2 separate regions of the Mus musculus genome follow, and region 2 is linked to region 1. A link is a contact called in public HiChIP or PLAC-seq data. All regions are on one chromosome and are shown on one strand. Each heading gives the region's core, a stretch centred on a gene start, on an enhancer-like site or on the middle of the called end of the contact. The rest is flanking DNA. Distances are from core to core; before and after follow the strand shown. Region 1 has its middle 9.1 kb from the start of Gm43568. Region 2 overlaps Sec24d (Sec24 related gene family, member D (S. cerevisiae)).

Region 1 (3,899 bases), core at 1,045-3,544:
GCATGACAGGGGTGCACCACACGTGTCTCAGGCAACCCCATAGTGGTCCTATGACTTGGCCGGCTTAAGATCAGGAACGCTGAGGGCCCAGCACTGGAACAAAGCAGGGGTGTGAACAGGGATGCCCAGTCCAGTACTTTGTGGCACTGGGACACAGCTCTTGGGTGAGAAGGCAAGCCTGTGTCACCATGGGACAGCCCTGGATGACAGCACATTTGTGATCCAGAGTGGTGGTTTGAATAGGTGTGGCCCCATAGACTCTTATATTTGAAAGCTTGGCCCATGCTGAGTGGTACTATTAGGAGGTGTGGTCTTGTTTGAATGGGTGTGGCCTTGGAGTAGGTGTGGCCATGTTGATGGAAGAGTGTCACTGTGGGGGCAGGGCAGGCTTTGAGGTTTCCTAGACTCAAGCTCCACCCAGTGTGAAACAGTCTCTTCTGCTGCCTGAGAATCAAGGTGTAGAACTCCTGGCTCCTTCTGCACCATGCCTGCCTGGACACAGCCATGCTCCTGCCATGATGATAATAGACTGAACCTCTGAACCTGTAAGCCAGCCCCAATTAAATTTTATACTTTATAAGAGTTGCCTTGACCCGGGCGGTGGTGGCGCACGCCTTTAATCCCAGCACTTGGGAGGCAGAGGCAGGCAGATCTCTGTGGTCTACAGAGTGAGTTCCAGGACAGCCAGGGCTAAAAGAGAAACCCTGTCTCGAAAAAACAAACAAACAAAAAGAGTTGCCTTGGTTGTTGTGTCTGTTCACAACAATGAAACTCAAACTATGACAACAAATGAGCACAGGCTATATAACATGTTGGTCCGGCTAAGAACACATGTATGAACAAGCATGCACAGGCAAAAATGTAGTGGTACTGGGACATGGCATGTTTGCTACAGTCACTTGGCAGCCCCAGGGCATAGCAAATGAACAGGGCTGCCCAGGCTGTGACCTGGCACCACTGAAACGTGGCAAACATGCAGCAGGTACACCTGGGCTGCCACATGGCAGCTCGGTGTCCTGGCAGGCATTTGACAGGTTTGCCCAGGCCACTGCATGGTAGCAATGAAACACAACAGGCATGCAAACAGGCATAGTTAGGCCATCACAGGGCAGAGAAGGGACAGGGCAGGAATACACACAGATTGGGGAGCACTAGAACACAGCTGGAGTATAACAGGTGAGCATATCCCCCATGTGGCAACGCTAAAACATGGCCGCTCGTGAACACAAGATCCTGTGCCACCGCAGGGCAGCACTGAGATCTGGCTCCCGTGAGAACAGGTGAGTCCAGAACACGGCACGACACTACTGGGATGTGGTACACATTTGAACTCCAGTGGCTATTCTGCCACGGGGTGGTGCTGGGACTTGGCAGATGTGTACATAAGGAATTCTTCAACATGGTGGCACGGGGAAACAGCATGCATCCCAACAGGCATTATACTAAGACATGGCATGTGTGACAACAGGCATGCCTAGACCACCCCTTAGTGACCCTAGGACACAGCAGGCAGGCAAGTAGGCTACCCAGGTCACCATGTTGTAGCAATGGGACACAGCAGTCATGCAACATGCTTGCCCAGGGCATCACACTGGTGGCCTAGTAACACAGCAGACATGCAAACACAGCAGGCTATGAAGTGGCAGTGCTGGGACATAGCGGGCTTGCAGCCAGGCATTCCCACACCACCAAGTTGTGGCACAAAGATATAGTAGGTCTTAGTACAGATATACCAAAGCCCCCACATGTTGGCCCTGGGACTCAGCATGCATACAAACGAATGGCAGCATAAGAACACAGAGCGCATGTGAACAGGTGTGCCCAGACAGCCTAGTGGAACACAACACTAGAACACAGCAGGCATTCAAACCTGCATGCCCGGGTTTTGAGACATAGCCAAGTATGTAAACGAACATGTACAGACCACCAGGTGGCAGCACTGAGACACACCAGACATGTGAACAGGTAAACACAGGCCACCAGGTGGCAGCACTGGAACACAACAAACAAGTGACCAGGAATGCCCAGGCCATCACTTGGAGATTCTGGGTCCGTGGAAAGAGTGTCAATAGATGAGCTTGCTACCACGTAGAGGTGCTAGGAGGCAACTTGCAGGTGAACCTGATCCCCTACTTTGCAGTCCTGGAACAGAACATGGTTGTCAAATGCACTGCAACACAGCAGAACTGGTAGGTGAGATTCACGAATGTTTGGGCTTGCCCAGACTTTCACAGGACTGAGACTTGACAGGCTTGTGGACAAAGGTGCCTGTGCCAACACATGGTGTTGCTGGAACACTGCAGACTCCGGAACAAGTATACTCATGACGACCCCTGGTGGCACTGGGAAATGGTATGTGTCCCAACAGGTGACCCTAGGTTGACAATTGGAAGTTTGGGGACACAGCGTAATTAAGAACCGGAGTGACAGGCGGGTGAAATGGCTCAGTGGGTAAGAGCACCCGACTGCTCTTCCGAAGGTCCGGAGTTCAAATCCCAGCAACCACATGGTGGCTCACAACCATCCATAATGAGATCTGACTCCCTCTCTTCTGCAGTGTCTGAAGACAGCTACAGTGTACTTACATATAAATAAATAAATCTTAAAAAAAAAAAAAAAAAAGAACCGGATTGACGACCCCATTACTTGGTGACTCCTGGACAAGGCAGGTGTGTGAAAGTCTATTCTTGCGGTGTCCTGTGGCTGTCCCAGGGCATGGCATGTGTGCAGACAGGCCAGTCTAAACCACTCTTGTGTCCGTGCTAGAACCTGGCCGGTGTGTGAACAGCATGTACAACCCACTAAATGGCAGCACCGGGACACGGAGCATGTGCAAGCAGATGTGGTTAGGCCATCAGGTGGTGGCATGCAGGGAACATGGCAAACATGCAAACAGGCATGCACACAGTACTCCTGGAACATGGAAGGTGTAAAATCAGGTATACCCAGGTCACCAACTTGCAGCACAGGGACATGGCAGACATGAGAACAAGGGAACCCAAGCCATCACAATGCTAGAACACAGTTGTTGTGCAAACAGGAGAAGCTGTGTACTGAGAACTGAAGCGTCAAACTCTGATCCCGTCTGGTTATCACAAAGAATAACTTCACCTCTAAGCTAAGATGTATGGAACTGTCTGGAAAGTCTAAAATTCTTTTTATTTTCCTTAGAGGAATTTAAAGAAATTATTTTGTTTGAAGTGTTTGTAGATTATGCTGTCTTAGACATTACACTGCAGGGCTAATTACTGTCCTCAGAGATGGGATTAATATGCCTTTGTGACTGACCTGGCTCAAGTCCTTGAAGATGTTATCATCTAGATTGGGAAATTCCAGTGTACTGACGTATTCAAAAATAGACACAGATTTGGAAGGCCATACCCAAGACTCTCAAGAAACAGGAAACACATTAGCCTACATTGAAGGAAATTAAGTTATAAAGTTCAGAAATAATTTTAGGGTATGATACCTCTTGTTTTAAAGTCAGATAATTTGGCTTTTAATTTTAGTATTTATTGTGACAGGTGTGTACCATGGCACATCTGTGGAAGCCCAAAGACAACTTGTGGGAGCCGGTTCTCTCCTTCCACCTGCTGGCACCAGAGAGTGAACTTAAGTTCATGGCTTGGCAGCAAGCACCTTTAATTCCCTGAGCCATGTCACCTGCCCACAGCTAGGCATTTGCAACTACAAATACCGAGCCAGCAAAAGATGACTCAGCAGCTAAAGATGCCTGCTACCATGCCTGATAGCCTAACTCCAACTCCTAACTCCAACAGTTGTCCTTGGAATTGCATGTTGTGACATGCATATGCCACACAACACACACAATAAATTAATAAACACCCTAATTAATTAATAGAAATTTAAACTGTGGATCTTACTATTAAATGTGTGGA
Region 2 (3,899 bases), core at 945-3,444, 690 kb before region 1:
GTGTATTGATCCCCCTTCAGTCAATCACAGGAAAGAACAAAGAAACTATTGGGATGTAAATTGTACTTCAAGACCTGTCTCTTTCTTGTCAGACTGCATCTATATCAAAAATGTTTTATATTTCACTAAATAAGTTAAAAATTTTCACATTTCAAACTAATAAAGCATTGGGTTTTTCTTTAATAACTAGTTCTATGTAAATTAATTTAAAACAATCATATAATAGTCAATAAATAATAATATGATGTGTTAATTGAAAATTTTAATGGTTTAGCCAACTGCAAAAATTAACCCAAAACCCTAATTTGGATAAATCTTTGAGATGTGTTCTCATTATGTGGACTTGCTCTCTAGACAACATGTCTGGGGGAAGTCTGTGGTCAGGGGCTATTTTCCAGAAGGTGGAATATTAGCAGGCATTCAATTTTGGAAGAGGAAGGAAGGAAGGAAGGAAGGGAGGGAGGGAGGGAGGAAGGAAGGAAGGAAGGAAGGAAGGAAGGAAGGAAGGAAGGAAGGAAGGAGTTCCCTGTGAGCTGGGTCCTCAGGACCACTCCTGAGGCTTCTGAAGTGCTGTCAAGCTTCATCTTTAGCTTAAAGAGTAAAGCTGGTGGGCTCCTCCCAGGTGGAGGCTGTCAGTGGAACCCAAAGGTTTAGAAGAGCACATTAGCAAGGCCACATACTCATTCCCATTCTGCTAGTCAAATGAGTCTCCGAAGGATACATTAAAGCCAGGAAGCCAGCAGCGCTCTAAGAATACTGGTTACATTTCTGCCTAGGTAGAGAAGTCATTAACCAACCAAAAGAAGAGATCTGAGTGGAGCATTTGGGAGATGGATGATCAGGGTTCAAGGTCATCTTCAGCGAGGTCAAGGCCCAAACTAAATGAGACCCTGTCTCAGAAACCAAACCACAGCAAGCAAGCAAGCAAACAAACAAACAAACAAAAACAAACAAACAAACAAACAAACAATAGAAAGAATCGTTTCCTTTTCTATACTACAATGAGACAGCTCAGGAGCCCATTCATGCTAATGACTTAGGTCAGATCTGTTTCTGACATATGTCCACATGCCCTGGAAATGTCTGTCTGTGAACCAAGTCATACATATCTTTACATACAGAAGCCGCTCGCTGAAAATCAACAGCATCACAGAAACACTTAAGTCCCGCCAACACTCACTCTGCAGTAATCCAATGTAGCAACATATTCATAGGATCCCAGCGACAGCTCTGGCTTCTCATAGTGGTCCAATCTCCTTCCAATGTGGTCCAGATGTTGGAAATAGAATGGTGGGACTAAGGAAAACAAAACAGGGCAGGAAATCCTTTGTTTTCATAAGCAGACAACCCAATAAATCCCCAAAATGCATCCTAAAGGAAAGGAATTATGATAAGAAGACAAGCTGTTCTCAGTATCTATCATTTTGAGAGCATGTCTTTGAAATATGTTAAAAATATGAGTTTTCTCTTTTTTAAACTCACTAACTTTTTGGCTCTTGTATATGTTGTAAACCACTACAATTTTGCCAATTAATTATGTTTGTAATAGTTTTGCCATATATACATTTTGATTTTTTTATAGTCAAATCAATCTGCCTGGAATTCTATCCATAAAACTATGTAATTTTATATATAATTTTCAATGACTACTTCATTACTATTTCACGCTATACTGTATTACTGCAATATTTTAATAATGAAATATTTTATACATATAGAAAGCCATAGATCACAATATTCACGTTCATGGAAATGGAATGACAACTTTGTTAAAAACCTCTTGCACATATAAAAGTTCTTAGTAGCAAAGAACATTTATAATTTTGGAAATCCTAGAAAAAGGTGCTGCTGTTTACAAGCTAACACATCCAAATATCTGCCTCTACCTAATTACTTCTTTTTTAAAGTTAGCTTTCTATTTGAATCTTTAACATATAGGACAGAAACAAATGCTGATCATTTGGATTATACTAAGGTCTTTGTTACACCTTAATTAAGGAGTGTCTTCAGCTCTGGGCTTTCACAGGATAATCTGCTAGCATCTGGCCCTACTCGTGCAGAATACTGTATTAGGGAAAGACTGCACTTGGGCGAGCTCAGCTGAAGTCTAATTTGATACAAATGTCTCAGAAGGTTACTTGTAGCCAAATTCTGGAAGTCACCCAAAGGCAGCGCAAGACGTATGACTCACACACTGAACACTTGGACAAATAAGGTCTGGTGTCTGCAAAAGAGCTCCCGTTGCCTGGGGATGGCCCGGGAAGGCTGAGAAACTTCTGCTAACAGTATGTGGGAAAGTTACCAATGCTTTTGTTTTAAGTATTTTGCTAAGAACAGCATCTCCCTTTGTTAAAAAAAAAAAAAAAAAAAAAAACTACAAGAGCAGCACCTTTGGGGTTGACACCAACACTCAGCAGTCTTTAAGCTCAGCTGTGAACATGCAAATTATAACAGAGGACGAATTTTCTAAAGTTGGACTTTCAAAAACTTTAGTAGAAGTTTGAGTATTCTATGTCCTTACCATATCATGGTTTAGAAGTGAGCTCTCTAAAGTTTATATTTACATATTTGACTCTGAACTTGACAAATTCAATATCTTGAAAAGATTGCAGAAAAGGAAGATAACAGTCTCTCTCCATGAATAAACCAGAGGGGCCCTGATGGGGACTTAGTCACATGTCTGTGCCTTACAGATTTCTGAGTAATCTGGCATATAATGTGTGAGATGGTAATTTCTATATAGCATAATGTATAATTCACTCATGCTCACACATCTACACAGTGCGACTTTTTAAAAATTAATTTTACATGCTCATTAAAATTTGATATTATCTGTTATCTATCATCAAACAAAATTGAAGCCACATGGTATGTGTGTGTGTGTTCGCGTGTGCGTGTGTGCATGTGTGTGTGTGTGCATTCGTGCACATGCATGAGTGCACTCTCGCCCACATACATAGCTGTTGTACAAGGGAAGCCAGAGATCAGCCTCAGGTGATCCTCATGAGCCATCTGCTTTGTTATTTGACACAGGGTCTTTGGGGCTTGGAGCTGGAGCATTTAGATGGGCTGGTCCTCCAGGAAGTCACAGGAATTCTCCTGCTTCAGTATCTCCAACCCTTGGGGCTACCAATACACATCGCCATGCTTTGCTTTTCTTTCATATGGGTGCAAAGGACCAAACTCAGATCCTCAGGCTAGTGGGACAGTCGCTTTATCTATGAGCTCTCTCTACTGTGACTTCACTCACACTGTCTAATAACATCAACATTAGTGGATTTTGTGCTAGGGTGAAACAAAAATACATAGAAAATCATAATAATGCCCTACCTCCTTAAGATTCAACATTTATATAAAAAGAAGAAAGCCCTCGGGTATATCTCAGCTTATCTATCCATCCATCTATCTATCTATCTATCTATCTATCTATCTATCTAAAACTCCAGATTTTATTCCCCTCCAGTCTACCCTCTGACTGTTGCACATCCCATACCTCCTCCCTGCTCCCCTGTCTCCACGAGGATGTCCCCACCCTCCAACCCCTATCCCACCTGACCTCTAAACTCCCTGGGGCCTCCAGTCTCTTGAGGGTTAGGTGCATCTTCTCTGACTGAACCCAGACCTGGCAGTCCTCTGCTGTATATGGGATGGGGGTGTTAGCTGGTGTATGCTGCCTGGTTGGTGGTCCAGTGTCTGAGAGATCTCTGGTCCATGTTGGTTGAGACTGATGGTCCTCCTACAGGGCTGCCCTCCAGCTTTTCTTCAATACCAACAAGCTTCTATTCAAGAGCAACCCAGGACTCATGAAAGAGGCATGTCTAGAACTTATCTTCTGAAAAGGCAAGAAGTAATGTGTCGTACTAGCCTTCAAATGGGCCACTCAGGAATCCGCCTGCCTC

What was found. HiChIP or PLAC-seq counts read pairs in DNA pulled down with a chosen protein or histone mark.
Region 2: a contact with region 1 is called in a FOXA1 HiChIP or PLAC-seq map of pancreatic cancer cells. The contact joins two enhancer-like sites. A contact is called at or near these places in 7 of 484 Hi-C or Micro-C datasets (the G1E-ER4 cell line and embryonic stem cells) and 2 of 115 datasets of contacts at active chromatin or transcription factors (astrocytes and pancreatic cancer cells).

Annotation. Positions count from the first base shown.
Region 1 is chr3:122,636,901-122,640,799 of GRCm38.p6, reverse strand. No RefSeq gene overlaps it. Among named protein-coding and RNA genes, the nearest start is that of Gm43568, 9.1 kb to the right of the region's middle. Within about 2 kb of position 2,294, at least 31 of the 459 cell types and tissues checked have an H3K27ac peak or open chromatin away from gene starts, as enhancers often do. A contact at or near this core is called in pancreatic cancer cells, where this site is marked.
Region 2 is chr3:123,327,721-123,331,619 of GRCm38.p6, reverse strand. It overlaps Sec24d (Sec24 related gene family, member D (S. cerevisiae)), which reads right to left. Exons shown (of 23, transcript NM_027135.2): 10 at 1,181-1,296. Among named protein-coding and RNA genes, the nearest start is that of Mettl14, 56 kb to the left of the region's middle. Within about 2 kb of position 2,194, at least 94 of the 459 cell types and tissues checked have an H3K27ac peak or open chromatin away from gene starts, as enhancers often do. A contact at or near this core is called in pancreatic cancer cells, where this site is marked.